Linked DNA regions of Pan troglodytes: region 2 is linked to region 1. Evidence: chromatin contacts called from public Hi-C data. All regions are on one chromosome and are shown on one strand. The core of a region is the stretch at or near the end of the contact, and the rest is flanking DNA. Distances in the headings are between cores, read along the strand shown.

Evidence for each region. Hi-C and Micro-C count contacts between places; a contact is called where the count stands out from the background.
Region 2: a Hi-C map of stem cell-derived neural progenitor cells shows a contact between it and region 1, with 3 times the contacts expected there. The contact joins two enhancer-like sites. A contact is called at or near these places in 2 of 7 Hi-C or Micro-C datasets (induced pluripotent stem cells and stem cell-derived neural progenitor cells).

What each region holds. Positions count from the first base shown.
Region 1 is chr15:66,343,190-66,350,129 of NHGRI_mPanTro3-v2.0_pri, reverse strand. The region is part of intron 8 of RAD51B (RAD51 paralog B); the gene reads right to left. Among named protein-coding and RNA genes, the nearest start is that of ZFP36L1, 430 kb to the left of the region's middle. Within about 2 kb of position 2,004, at least 18 of the 24 cell types and tissues checked have an H3K27ac peak or open chromatin away from gene starts, as enhancers often do. A contact at or near this core is called in induced pluripotent stem cells and stem cell-derived neural progenitor cells, where this site is marked.
Region 2 is chr15:66,796,702-66,803,799 of NHGRI_mPanTro3-v2.0_pri, reverse strand. No RefSeq gene overlaps it. Among named protein-coding and RNA genes, the nearest start is that of ZFP36L1, 22 kb to the right of the region's middle. Within about 2 kb of position 5,554, at least 16 of the 24 cell types and tissues checked have an H3K27ac peak or open chromatin away from gene starts, as enhancers often do. A contact at or near this core is called in induced pluripotent stem cells and stem cell-derived neural progenitor cells, where this site is marked.

The DNA of each region.
Region 1 (6,940 bases), core at 755-3,254:
AAAAAATATTATATTTCTTCTAGTGGCCCAATCATAAAGCCAACTGTTTTTGAGTCTGATATGTGAAAGACATAACAAAATTTGTAAACAGTGGAAGATATGATTTATAAAAAGTAAAAAAAGAAAAGACAGGTTAAAAATATAATTTAGACTGCCATACAGTTTATACAGATGAATTTTTCTGATACATACTGCTCACATGAGAGAATGAAAATGTCTTGATTGCCTTAAAAAATTTGTTTTTTAGAACATGGAGAAAGAACTTGTAGATCACACTGGTAAGTTAATAATCTGAAACTACAAGATCTAGGTTTTAATCTCAAGCTTTGAAATTAATTCCTCATGTGGTTTTGGAAAAGACTTTAATCTGCCTCATCTCAGTTTCTCCAGATGAAATATCTAGATTGTATGATACACCATGATTCATCAAATAGGAAGCCTTTACAGATAATAATGTGTACGCATGTAAGCTCTGAGGTGGGACTGCCTTCAGCAGCTTGAAGACTTTAAAACACAGGACAGAGCAGTAAGACAAACAGGACAGTTTTTTGTCTTCCAGTGGTGTTACCAGGGTGTGGGTAGAGATCACTTCACATCTTTCCTCACCGGACAGCCGAATCAGACACAGAACCTGCCTCCTCTTTATTCTACTTACAGGCCTTTTTCTTTCTGCACATGCCCCTGAAGCTCTGGCATTAAAGCTGATGATCTATTCCGAGGTGGCCCATAAAGTACGTCTCCCTCAGCCTCCACTGTCACTTTGTTGTGAATCCCAGCCCTAGCCACCCAGTGCCCTGTGCTTTCCTCAGACCCAGGATAGGATGAGAAATGTGTAGGAGCACTACATTCCTGCCACGCTAACCTTCACTCCCTCACCAAAGCTAAGGGCAGTCAGAAGCCAGCACCCAGACATGGGCGTCTCTCTGCCCCTAACACCTGCCAATTCCTGCCCTAAAACTATTGAAAGAATGCTGAGGTCCAGGGAGCTTGAGCGGGAAAAGGGTAACTGGCAGAAGGGAAAACACAATCCTGGTCTCAAAGCAGCAATAAAAATAAAATTAAACCCTCACACACACACATAAGATTCTTTATGTCTTCAATTGAAGTTGCCAGAGTACTTCACACTGGAACTACGTGCAAGAGGATTTTCTGAAAAAACAAACCACACACACAACAGACCTTACTGCTCCCTTGAAGGGGCTTATTTAAGGCAAAACAAGGCCTCCCATCATTCCTGTGAGAGATCATTGTCCCCCTTGTTGCCACAGCGCCCTGTGAGGCTGTGGGAAACAAATGACCTCAGAGGCACTGCAGTATGTGTCACTGCAAAAGAAAAGAGAGTGGAAGGGGCTGGGGGAGGGGGCTGCTGGCGAGCGGAGCCCTCCACCGCGCGCGGCGGTCCTCCAATGATATCCCTCCAGGCACAGCGGGAAGGAGGCTTGCCGGCCCCAGGAGTCTCCCTCCAGCCTGTAACGGGATTAGGCTCCCGCTCCCTAGAAGCAAAGCGTCTTTCTAGATATCCTGCTGCTCGCCCTGGTCAATCTGTCCTCTAAATTGGCCCTCCCCACAAAGTGCCCGCTGACTGCTAGTGTCTCCCTCTGTTTCACGGGTGTCTTGAGTGGAGACAGGGCTCCCCTGAGGCCCGCGATGAGGAGTGGGCGCAGAGGGAGGGAGGGAGAAGAGGGTAGTCAGGGATCAGAGGGGTGGCTGGGGAAGGGGACACACACACTGGGGCAATCGGAGAGCAGGGAGGATGGAGGCGGAAGGAGAGAGGGTTAGGATGAGCGGATTGGGAAGGAATATGGCGAAGCAAAGCTGAGCTCAGCAGCAGACACTTCCTTCGCCACACACTCCCCGCACTGGAGAAGGAAGCCCGTGGAGGCCTCGCTCTCACTGGGGCGCGTGTGGGCAAACAAGCCTGCAGTCCAGCCAGAAGCGGCCTTCCCACCACACAACTTCCTCCTGTGGACGCTAACACTGACCGATGTGGCCCCTTCTCTGCAATCTCTGTGCAATGGAGCGGCTGATACGACTTCCAGCCTACACGGGAGCACACAGAAGCACAGTGGTTGAGGGTAGACTCTGAGTCTCACTAAGTGGGCAATTCCACCTTCACTGCACCCACACACGCGTGCGCACACACACTCCCACTCCCCGCCGGGAGAAAGACTGTGTTGCAGCATCGCATGTATGCATTTTACCTTCACAGATGATACGGGCCCAACCCTCCTCCTTGAGCCACAGAGCTATGTTAACCACAAGGTGGCAAACAAAAACGGGGAAGGAGGACAGAGAGTGGGCGCCGCCGCAGGAGAGCCCTGCACACTCCAATGAGGAGGCCCCTGCACACTCCAATGAGGAGGCCCCCTTCACTCAGAGCCTGCACACCTGGAGATGAGCCTGTCTCCATACTGGGGGACATTAAGAATACACAAAAACACTGAAAATAAAACATGATATATTAACAGATATATCATACAGTTTATCTGTAAAATTCCTTTTATATATGCATATATTTTCTATGGAAATGGGTATGCATCACTTTATTGTTTAATCACCTATGTTAATTAACCAAACCATTACTTTATGCACAGTACAAATTTCTGAAAATACCAGAGTTTCAAAATTCTGTTTATCGATAGAATTTGTTTTGGCTTCTATAAAACAAGGAGACATGGTACTTTGCAGTCTCAGGGGTAAGCAAAGTGGTATGAAAAACTATCTTGTACCCAAAATCTTTCCTCATGAAAGTCTCAACTGTGGCAATGTAGGTTTTTTTGCACCAAGTTTGCAATTGGGAAGTACTGCGATTTGAAAGTAGCTGGGTTCAGTGCACAAAGGCTCCGCCTATTTTCAGTTGTTTACCAGGAACACAAATGTCTCTAGGTTGCCCTCTCTCCTCCCAGTGGTGCCCAGGACTGTGCAAGAACCCCAGAGGCATTTGCCTTTCACAAACACACTCATTCAAACTAGAGATAAAAGTGAGAAGGAGCTAACAACATTTCTGTTCTGTTTCTTTCTTTTTTTTTTTTTTTTTGAGACAGAATCTCACTCTGTCACCCAGGCTGGAGTGCAGCGGCGCAATCTCAGCTCACTGCAACCTCCGCCTCCTGGGTTCAAGCAATTCTCTTGCCTCATCCTCCTGAGTAGCTGGGACTACAGGCGCCCACCACCATGCCCGGCTAATTTTTTGTATTTTTAGTAGAGACGGGGTTTCACCCTGTTAGCCAGGATGGTCTCGATCTCCTGATCTCGTGATCCGCCCACCTTGGCCTCCCAAAGTGTTGGGATTACAGGCGTGAGCCACCGCGCCCGGCCTCTGTTATGTTTCTTTCAGGTCTGGTGCTTACTCTTTTTCAGAGCAGTGATGGTTATGAAAGAACGTAGGTTCTAGAACCAGAAACTTGATCCCAAGCTCCCCAACTTCACCTCTCTGTCCTCACCTTCTTATCTGTAAAATGGGGCTAACACTTACATCATCAGATTGCTATGAAAATTAGTTAATAATGAATTAATATATGAAAAATCCTTACAAAAATGCCTTGGTGCATAGTAATAAATATTAGTTGCTGTAATAATTAACATATTTTTCTTGGCTTACTCTCTTTTAGGAATTTTAGTACCCCAGTCAAGGATTAACAAAAATAATGACAAGAGCTAACATTTATATTTTTTTGAGAGCTCACCATGTGTTAGGCACTAGAGGTCCTTTATATGTATTATATGTATTTAATTCTCACAACAATCCCATGAGGGAAGTTTGTAGGTATCTTCTTATAACCTTTAATAGATGCACTGCATTAGTTTGAACTATATGCTATGGCCGATATTCAGCCACCTTAGATCTACAGAAGCAGTGACTTCTTTAGTTTAGCCTAATTTCTTTGGGGCGACTATAAAGACTTCAAGGGGCCAGGTGCAGTGGCTCATGCCTGTAATCCTAGCACTTTGGGAGGCTGAGGTGGGAGGATCGCTTGAGGTCAGGAGTTTGAGACCAGCCTGGCTAACATGGTGAAACCCTATCTCTACTAAAAATACAAAAATTAGCTGAATGTGGTGGCAGGTGCCTGTAATCCCAGCTACTCGGGAGGCTGAGGCAGAAGAATCTCTCGAACCTGGGACATGGAGGTTGCAGTGAGCTGAGATCGTGCCGCCATACTCCAGCCTGGGTGACAGAGTGAGACCCTGTCTCAAAAACAAACAGACAAACAAAAGACTTCAAGGGAACAAGGACCAGGTCAAGGGAATAAGATACATGAAACAAGCACCAGGAGACTCCCCCCTTTCTCCATCCTTACCCCCCATAGCTAAAACATAATGAGAGGATATGACTCAGGAAGAAAGCAGTAGACATGATGATATTGGGTGTAGAAGAAGAGAAACTAAAGCTCTAGGGAGCAAAGTTAAGTGGCCAAGTGTAAAAGCAGTGGCTCTTGAAATTCCTGGCAAGAGTTCCCCAGCCTCAGAAAACAATTTCAAGGCCGCTCATTCACTCAGTAGGTACTTATTGAGCATCTAATCAGAGTCCTTGAAACAGGGTGGAAATGAGTAAGACCTGGCTTCTAACTTTGGTCCAGCCATTTGTTAGCTCTATGACCCTGGGTGAGTTGCTTAACTTGTAAGTGCCAGGGCGCAGAAAACAATATCCCAAACTATGGTGCTTTGGCAGGCTGAGTACTCTGAACTAAAGGATATTGCGTAGCCTCAGAGCTGCCTCAGAAGCAAAGTCTTTCTCTGACCTTCTCCTGCCCTCCTTGTCTCCCATCTCCCCTAAAGGGAATCACAGAAACCAGAATTCCTCTTCCTCAAGACAGGTCATAGAATCTAGAACCCCTCTCTCCCAAAGCAATCCATAAAACCTAGAAAGGTCATTCTCTCCCTTCTCCCTAAAACCCTTCATTTCAGAGGGGTCCTACCCCCTACCTGGAGGAAGGAATGCTATAGGGAGGCCAAGAAGAATCTGAACAGACAGGCCTTGCTCTGTCTACCCCCTCAGTCTGTCATCATTAGATCAGACCCTTTTTTGTCCAATCACATTTCTACACAGCTGCCCATTCTTCCTCAGACCAAAGCATAGAAACAGACCATCTTCCCTGGGCCTTTGGGTCTACATTTCTGAAGACTCCCTTGTCATGTAAAACTTTGATGAAATACATTTGTTATGCTTTTATCATCAACCTGTCTTTTGTTAAAGGGGTGTCAGCTGTGACCCTCATGATGAGTGAGGAAAGGTATCACATCTTTCCACCCCACATAAGTCCCAATTTCCTCATCTCTAAAAAGGAGACAATATCATATATGATGTAGAGTTGTTGGGAGGATTAGAGATGAGTATGAAAAAGACCTAGTACATGGCACATGCCCAGTAAGAGTCATTACTGCTGCTGCTGGTAACACGAAGACTACTGCTGCCACTACTGCCACAGGCATTGTGCTAGCCACCTAAGGTTGGGCCCTGCTGTCATGGATGTCAGCCAATGAAAGGAAGAATTACAGAAATAACGATGATAAGATGTGCCTAGCAAGGAAGCTCAGTGCACTTAGGGTAGCCTTTTATGGCCAGGAGGACTTCAGCCAGGGAAGGGTGGAGAGAAGGCATTCCAGGAGAGGGAGCGGCATCTGCAAAGGCACAGAAGCTGCAGAGGCACGTGGTGGGCTCTGAGCTGGGAAGCAGCTCAGTCTAGGAGTACATCTGGGGAAGAGGGAGTGAAGAGGAACAAGAGAAGGCCCGGAAGAGTGGCTAGGCCACAGAATGGAGAACATGGTCTCCCCGCCTCTACCAGGAGTTCAGAAACAAATAAGACTAGACATAGTTTTAGGAGATTCTTCTTTTAACTGCCAAATATAACATTTTGATTATTTTAAGTGTTTGTTGTTCAAGACTTAAGGAGCCCAGCCCAGGCTGACAAGGCCGTTTCCCTGCACCCTGCAAACACTGAGAAAGGTTAAAAGCAAACAAGTGCAAAGTACCCAGACCAAAGGCAAAGTAGACAAATTTTTTTTCCTTTCTTTCTCCTTCTTTCAGTAAATGAAAAGGCTAGTCTCTAAAGTCTCTATTTCAAACAAAAAGGACAGACAGTTCCGGCTTCTAAATCCTGGCAAAGAACCACCACCACTCTTTTTAGAGAGAGAAAAAACACCGCCCCCCTACAACACACAACTTTCAGCAACGTTTTTGCCAGCAGCATTCCAAATGATTCCTTTGAGGTAGCCAAGAGGAGCCCTCAAAAGGTGAAAGAACTCACAGCTCTGCCTGGCTTCTGAGAGAGGTAACGGCCATAGGAACTGTGGGCCCTGCTTAATGGCTGCTGATCTGGTCTGGCTGCCCAGTACCCACGCGCTGTGATTTCAGGCAGCAGCTGTTTGCGTTTACCACTCACTACCTCGAAGCAAGAAGAGAAGGGACTCCCCCAACCCCAGTGATTGCCCCTGTTTTCATTCTCCCTCCTCCAACCCCAGTGATTACCATTCTCCTTAACCCAGCCCTCTTCCAAAACAAAACCAAAAAAATGCCCTACTTGCCCCTGAGCTAAAGGAATCCAATCACCCAGAAAGGGAGACTTTATGAGCTTTCTGGGGGCTCTGGGCGGATGGAAGGGATTAAAGCAAGGTGTGCTTTATGTCTTTTGTAGTTTACCCTCCTGCTGCCTTATGGAGTAGCCAATTCCCCACCCTCGGACAGGTCTGCTTGTTCCTCTTGGTGGGTTCTGTTTTTCTTTCCTCCCCCGTGGTTTTTCGTAAGGTGGTGGGAGGATGCAGTAAAACTCCATTTCAGATGCATCATAAAACTCAGAGAGGCTGGCCTATGGCACCTCCAAGCAGGTGGGGTGTGCTCCACTGTGGCAGCTGCTCCTCTGTGGGGTGGTATGAATTAGGAGAGGTTTCCAACAATTCTGTCATTCTGTGCTGGTACTGCAGCAGAGGGGCATGGCCCAGTCCC
Region 2 (7,098 bases), core at 4,305-6,804, 450 kb before region 1:
ATGTGTAGAAATGTGGGTGTGGACTTTTGAGTGGCTCACACCAGAATGCAAATTTTCTACACACTGGCCTGGTGACCTTGGGTAAGTCACTGGTAAAATCTTAGTGGTTTAAGAAATACACGTGACATACTCAGCATGCACTGACACCCAGGAAGTGCTGTGTTATAAGGGGATGGCCCTGGGGCCAGTGGCTTTGTACCAGCCTGGGTAAGTCCCTGGCCATTCAACTCAGCCCAGCAGGGGAAGGGCTGTAGGGAGCCCTTCCCCTCCCCTTGGCTGGTCCTTGGTGGCACTTTCAGTGGCCATGTCCTTGCTGGATAATGCTTCTTTCATCCTGGATGGGGTGCAGGTGGGGGTGGCAGTTAAGAAGTCCCAACTCCCCAGGCTCATGTTTTCAGCCTGACTTACTGAGTAGACCTGCCTTGGTGAGGATGAGGTGGGATGGGGTGAGTGGTAGGGGTGCATAACTGTCTGGAGGTGAGCTCGGCTGTGGACATGTGAGCACACACACACACTGTCTCATATATTCCAGCTGCAGCTGCCCGTGGGCTAGGGCCCTGCCTCTGGTCTCCTTGCCCCTGGCAAGGTGGTCATTATTAGTTTCCTTCTCAGTTTGCTCTATTTTAAGCTTCTAGAGGACAGGAACATGTTTGTTTTGTTTTTAAAATGTTATATCCTTATTGCTCAGTAGAGTAACTGGCACTGAATGAGTGAGATGGAAGAATAATTGGACACTAGGCAGTCAGTGTCAGAACAGGGTGTGTGGACAGTGCACACTGAGTCTCAACTGGCCATCAAGTGGGCCAAGGTGGGCATCCCCAGGCAGGCATTCTAGGGTCCTGTGCATTGCCATATCTGTGCCCTCCACCTAAGGCTGGACGTTGGTAGGGGCCCTTATGTCATGGCCTTCTTGATGTGACAGCCCTGCTTTCCTGAGGCCAGGGATCCCCGGTGTGGGCTGTGTCAGGCGCTGCCAGCGGGGAACTCCCCAGGCTCAGTGCTGGTGCTTGTTCTCCGGAGCACCCCTCTGTCCTGCCCCTGGCCCCAGTACCCAGTTTCTGTTCTGGGGTGGCTCATCCTCATCAGAAAGGGAGCTCCTTGGAGGCCTCGTGGTGCCTGGCTGGTATACAGTGGGTGCTCAGTACATGCCTGCCATCTGAGTGGTCCACTTGCTGGACGGGGCTGGCCATGTTGCCTAGGGAAGCTGGCTGGGAACAGCGTTCCCAACCCGGCCTGCCACCAGGCTGGCCCCCAGGGTTGAGCACCTCCCAGCTGTCACAACCCAGTTGTGAGAAACGGTTCAACCCCCGGGAGTGCTATGGTCTGTGGTTGGCCAGGGGCTGGAATTCCCCCAAGGAGGCGGCCCCTGCGGCCACGCTATGGTCTTGCCTGGATCAGGGTGACTGGGAGGCCAGAGCACCCACGCCTGTGAACCTGCGCTGAGAAGTGAACCTCAGAAGGGGTCAGGTCACCACTCAGGGACCAGCATGCCCCCAGGGGCAGCCTCCTCCCAGACGGCAGTGCCAGGATGGGGCCATCTGGGGAGCAGGCTTGCACGGACCATGTCTCTCCGGTGTGGACTCAAGCTGGGAGTCTCAGCGCCTCGGGACTGTTTCCTCATCTGTAAGATGGGAGTGCTTACAGACAATGGAACATTATTTAGCCATAGACCAAGGTGTAATAACAATACATGTTACAACCTGGATAAACCTCGAAAACATGATGCTAAGTGACAGAAGCCAGACACAAAAGCTCTGGATAGGTGAGGTATCCGGAATAGGCAACCCCATAGCGACAGGAAGTAGAGGGTGGTTTCCAGGGGCTGGGGGAGGAGGGAAAGGAGAGCAACTGTTTAGTGGGTATGGGTTTCCTTTGGGGGTGATAAAAATGTTTTGGAACTAGACAGAGGCGGAGGTTCCACAACCCTGTAAAGATACTAAATTCCACTGAAGTGTTCACTTTAAAATGCTTCATTTTATGTTATGTGAACCTTACCTTGATAAAAAACACAGGGGTGCTAATGACTTCACCAGCTGGTTTGGAGGCTTCAAAGAGAAGATGGCCGTGTAGCCTGAGCTCAGCCAGTGACACTGGTGAATGTCAAAGAATGGAAGCCATCGTGACCCTGGGGGCTGTGTCAGTTCCCTTGCCTTGCTGGACTCCAGACTGCGGGAGTCAGGGGCAGGAGCCAAGGGGGAGGTGAGGGCAGGTGGCTTCGCTGGGCACACCCCTTAGTCGGGGGCAGAGGGAGCTGCTGTGGCTGCTTCAGCAGCTGTGGGTGAACATTCCTATGCTGCAGGCCCAGGCTCCCGCCTCTGATTTGCTGCGCACTTTGGGTTGGCCCTTCAACCCCGGTTCATTTCTTAATCTGCCCATATCTGCCTGGGTACCTGCTCTTCTGCCGCTGTGTTGGACACCTGACCCCATCCTCATACCCAATTCCCACAGCGCAGGTCACTGCCAGGCAGTGTATTACCGATCTCTTGGTTCTGGGGTCTGTGGTCTATCTTCCCTACAGAATCAAGGGAAAATGGATCTGTTTTGTTCATGACTGTATTTCTAACACCCAGTGCCTGGCACATAGCAGGTACTCAATAAATATCTGTTAAATGAACAAATGTACAAATCCTCATTCTTTACGTAGTGGGTGCCAGGTCCTGTCTGTACTAAGTGCTGTCAGTAAATAGCTGTGAGGTCAATGTTATCATTATCTCCGTTTTACAGAGGAGGAAGCTGAGGCTCTGGGACATGGAATGGCCATAGCAGAGCTGGGATTCTGACCTGGCAGCCCAGCAGCAAAGTCCTCGCTCTGACCCACCCAGTTCTAAGCTGTCTTCTGACCTGGAGCTCCCACTCTGGGAGGCAGCTTGGGCCCTGAAGCATTCACTCAGCCACCAGGCCCCGCCCACTCCCAGGGAGGGGCTCCCTCTGAAGCCGCACACCCACCACCCCGAGCCCTTTCTCAGGCTCACTGCCACCCCAGCCGGCTCCCTTCCCTGGGAACCTCCGTCATAAAGAAGGCGAGGCCCTGATCTGGCCTGTCTCTCCGCCCTGGGGCCTTCCTCACCTCAGGGAACCTTAGTTATACATACGGGGGTTACGCCTTGAGCTTGTATTAAGCACCTTTCATCTGGGGAGCTCCTGGCTGCTGGGAGGCTAATTAGCTGCTCTCTGGAAAGAGTGAGTAAGAGCTGACGTCCTAGCCAGGGAACTGCCTAGCTAGGCATGGGGCTGGCCTTCCTGGGAGAGGTGTGTGAGCCATCATCTTGGGTCACCCACTTCTCCATATTTCTCCTTCTGTAGGACCTCCTCACAGAGTCCCTTCTCTCTGGCTAATGATGAAGCCCACCGTTTACTGAGTGCTTATTATGTGCCAAGGGCTTGCTAAGCCCCTTCGCCTGTTAAATATATGTGTGCAGAGCAGTAGGGCCATAGGACTACATAAATATATGTGTGCAGAGCAGTAGGGCCGTAGGACTACATAAATATATGTGTGCAGAGCAGTAGGGGTGTCATGCGTTAACAACTGTGATGGAGCCCTACTCCTTGCTGGCATGGGACCAGCACTTCTGCACATGACCTCATGGAGTGGATGGGAAGCCTCTAGTGTGCTGCCTGGCACGGATCAAGCACTTGCTAAGTGGTAGCTATTATCAGTAATCTTCAGAACAGCCCAGTGAGGTAGGTACCATGCTATTCCCATTTCTCAGATGAGGAAACAGGCTCAGAGAAGTTAAACCACTTACTGGCTATCACAGAGTCAGGAATAGAGTTGGATTGATTTGATTGATTCTAAAGCTGCACATAGTTTTTCAGCTGCTCCCCCCTCCCTTCCCCTAACCTGGAGTCTGTTAACGACAAAGGCCTTGCTTTGCATAATGCTAGGGTCATGGGGTCATTGGGCAGGGCTGTTCTCGTCCATCTCTCCAACAGTGCACTGGTGGGCTAGGCATGGATCAGAAACCCTTGGAGATCATCTAACACAACTCATCCCCACCCCACATTTTTCAGATGTGAAAACGGGACAGAAGGGACTGAGCAAGGTAACAGGATTAATGGGATGATACCTCCTTGTCAGCACAAGGGATAAAGTGGCAGTGGTTGGTGGTCATCCTGGCCCCTGCCATCAAGCTGGCATTGATACAAAGTAAGAATCATTAGAACACTAGAATTCCTGGCTGCCATTTGTCAGCCTGGCCCACCTGCAATGAGTGACCCCAGGGACGTTTGGGTGGGGTGGGGGTGCACACAGCAGGCTGGAGCTGAGACTGGGGCGGGGAGGGTGTACTCCACCTACCTGCCCTCCAGGGTGCTTGGCGCCTCCTAGGGCAGGCTGGCCTCTTTGTGCCATGCCCCACAGAGCATTGCAGTGATCCTAGTGCAGAGCACATAGTAGGTGCTTAAAAATGCTCATTGGAGAAACAGCTGGATCCTGGACTGCAGGAGGGAGGAGATGGCACACTGAGGGCATTGATGGGTAGATGGTAACATCATGTCTATTCATCATTACTCAGCAGACCTGGTTCCATCAGATGTGACTGCCCTTCAGGCCTTACAGAAGGGACCTACATAAATCTGCTCAGGCAAAGAGAAGTTTGTGGGCTGTGGGCACCTGGCTGGGGTTCCTCAAGGTGGAGCATTCTTCTTGGCACTGACGGGGGTAGCTAAGATCTGAGCATGCAGGCAGGCCCTCTTCTCCCCTGGATGCTGCCCTTCTGAGGAGGCAGCTCTGTGGGTACCAGAGGCATGGGCCTAGGAGGCTGTGACCCCCTGCCTGGCCCCCTACCAGTCTCTGCTTCTACAGCCAGGGTCTGCATCTTACCTGCTCGGCCTGCCAGTTCCAGTCCCCTCCCCATTCCCCTCAGGACCTCATCCCTCCTCCTGGCCTCAGCTTAAGGGTTTCCTCAGAGAGGTCTTCCTCAAGAACCTTCCCATCCCAAATCTAAATTAGTGCCCCATTTATATATGTTCTCTGAGCACCTGATTCTTTTCCTTCATAGGAATTTGAAAGTCTTTTCAAATGGAATCTTATATTTCTTTCTAGGTGATTTGTTGAAACAAGTCTGTCTCCTCCGTTAGACTAAGCTCCGCGAGGGGTGAGAAAGTTGTTCCGTCCACTCGTCCTCCGGGGCTAGCAGGACATATTCTGTATTAAATGAGTAGATGACAGAAACCCCGTGAGAGAAAGAGTGAGCCGAGCCAGTGGTTCTCTAAGTGTGGCTCCAGGACCAGCGGACCAGCAGCTCAGCATCGCCTGAGGACTTGTTAGAAATGCAAATTCTCTGACTTGGTTGGGGGACCCAGCAATCCGGGTTTGAAAGAACTGTCCAAGGGGGGATTCCGGTGCACACTAAAGTTTGAGAACCACCGAAGGCGGCAAATCCCCTGCTGTTGGGTGAGTGTGCACTGTGGCAGCTTTGGTGACCTGTAAGAGGAACCATGGATGGCAAACCCCACCTTCAAATGTAGCAAAGAGCAGAGAGAGGGTGGACACGTCACCCAGACCCCCAAAAGGGGCCCAGACGTGTTGTTCGGCGAGCTGGCCACTGGAGGGCAGTGTGGCCACGTCCATCGTGCTGCCTCCGAGGGCTTCCGGGGGAGAGCGGCCGCGGGAGGACGGGAACCAAGCCGTAGCGAGAACCTCGCCCCACGCCGCAGCCTCCTGCAGCAGCGTCGGCTCGCCGGCCCCTTGCGTTCCGAGCCGCCCAGGGAGCTCAGCCGCCGCAGCCCCGGCCCCTGTGTCTCCCCTCGCGGGCCGGGCCTGGTGTGCGCGTCTGGATGGCCTCGGGCCTGGAAGGTTTGCGAGGCCCCGGGAGCCGCAGACCGCGCCGGGGAGGAGATCCCGGCAGGCCGGCCGGGGCAGAGCGCCAAGGAGGGCGGCGGAACCTTGGCTGTTTCCCGGGAGGCCAAGGGCAGCCTTCCCGCGTGATCCGCGCGCTGCCGATCGCGTCGGCCATCTTGGCGGCCTCGCCCGGGCCCCGCGCCCTGCCCGGCTTGGTTCTCGCTCGCGGCTGAGCAGACGCCGGGGTGGCGACGGGAGAGCCCGACCGCGAAGCTCGGCCGCAGGAGTGCGTGGGCGTCGCAGAAGTCCAGGAGAGCCCTGGACCTTGGTAGCTTCCCGGGGGTGCTGGGAAACGCCACCCCAGTAGCCGCCGGGAAGGCAGGCCTGAGCCTCCGAGCCTCAAGTGAATTGGATGGCGCCAGTCGCCCTTCTTCTTTTTGCCCCTATTCAAAGAGCGGAAAGTCAGAGGGCGTTAAAGTAGGTCACAGCGGTCAGCAGGTTTTTGTGGGGCAGGCAAGTGGCAGGGTCCAAGGCCAGGCGTAGTATCTGGTTGCCTAAGATGCTTGGGCAACTCCTTCACCGGGCACACCAATCTCCGAGCCAGAGGTCAGGGACTGGCCCCGCGGAGCTGGCTCCAGGCGGCCGATGCATTCCAGTCCCTGACCACCATGGGAACTTGAGATGCCATTCTGAGGAGCCCCAGGCCCCACCACGCCTGTTGCCTCTGTCTAGCGTAGTTCACACATGGATGCTGTCTCTCTGGCACTTGGGTGTTTCTCAGGTTCCAGAACATCCGTTCATCTTACCAGTCCTTCAAGGTTCAGCTTAAAGATCAGCTCCACCAGGAAGCCTTCCTGGATTTCCCCTCTTAGTTTCCAACAGAATCCATCTCTTCCCTTCTCTGCCCACCTTGAGTAGCAGTAGCTTCAGCTGTAGACTCTCCTGTTTTTTCGTTACAGTCTTTGTTGCTGCATCCTCTCTCACTGAATTGTTGAATTGTGAGACCCTGTGAGGGTCGGCACCCTGTGATGCTGGCCAGGAAAGGGTTGTTGCAAGGGGATCATGGGATTGTTGAATGGGTTTTGATCTGGATTTTGATGTTGGAAATCAAGTTCCCGAATGTTTTCAACCTTGGGTAAAGGAACATGTAATGGTGTTTTTTAAGGCTGTCATGGAATCCTTTTGTGTGTTTAATTGCTTTGTTATTTTAGTAGAAATGTCAGGGTGTCAGAGGAACAAAAGCCATGGGTCTGAGCCCAAGCAAGAAGACAAACCACTGAGCCCGTGCTGGGTGCTTCCTCTGCGTGGCCTCAGGG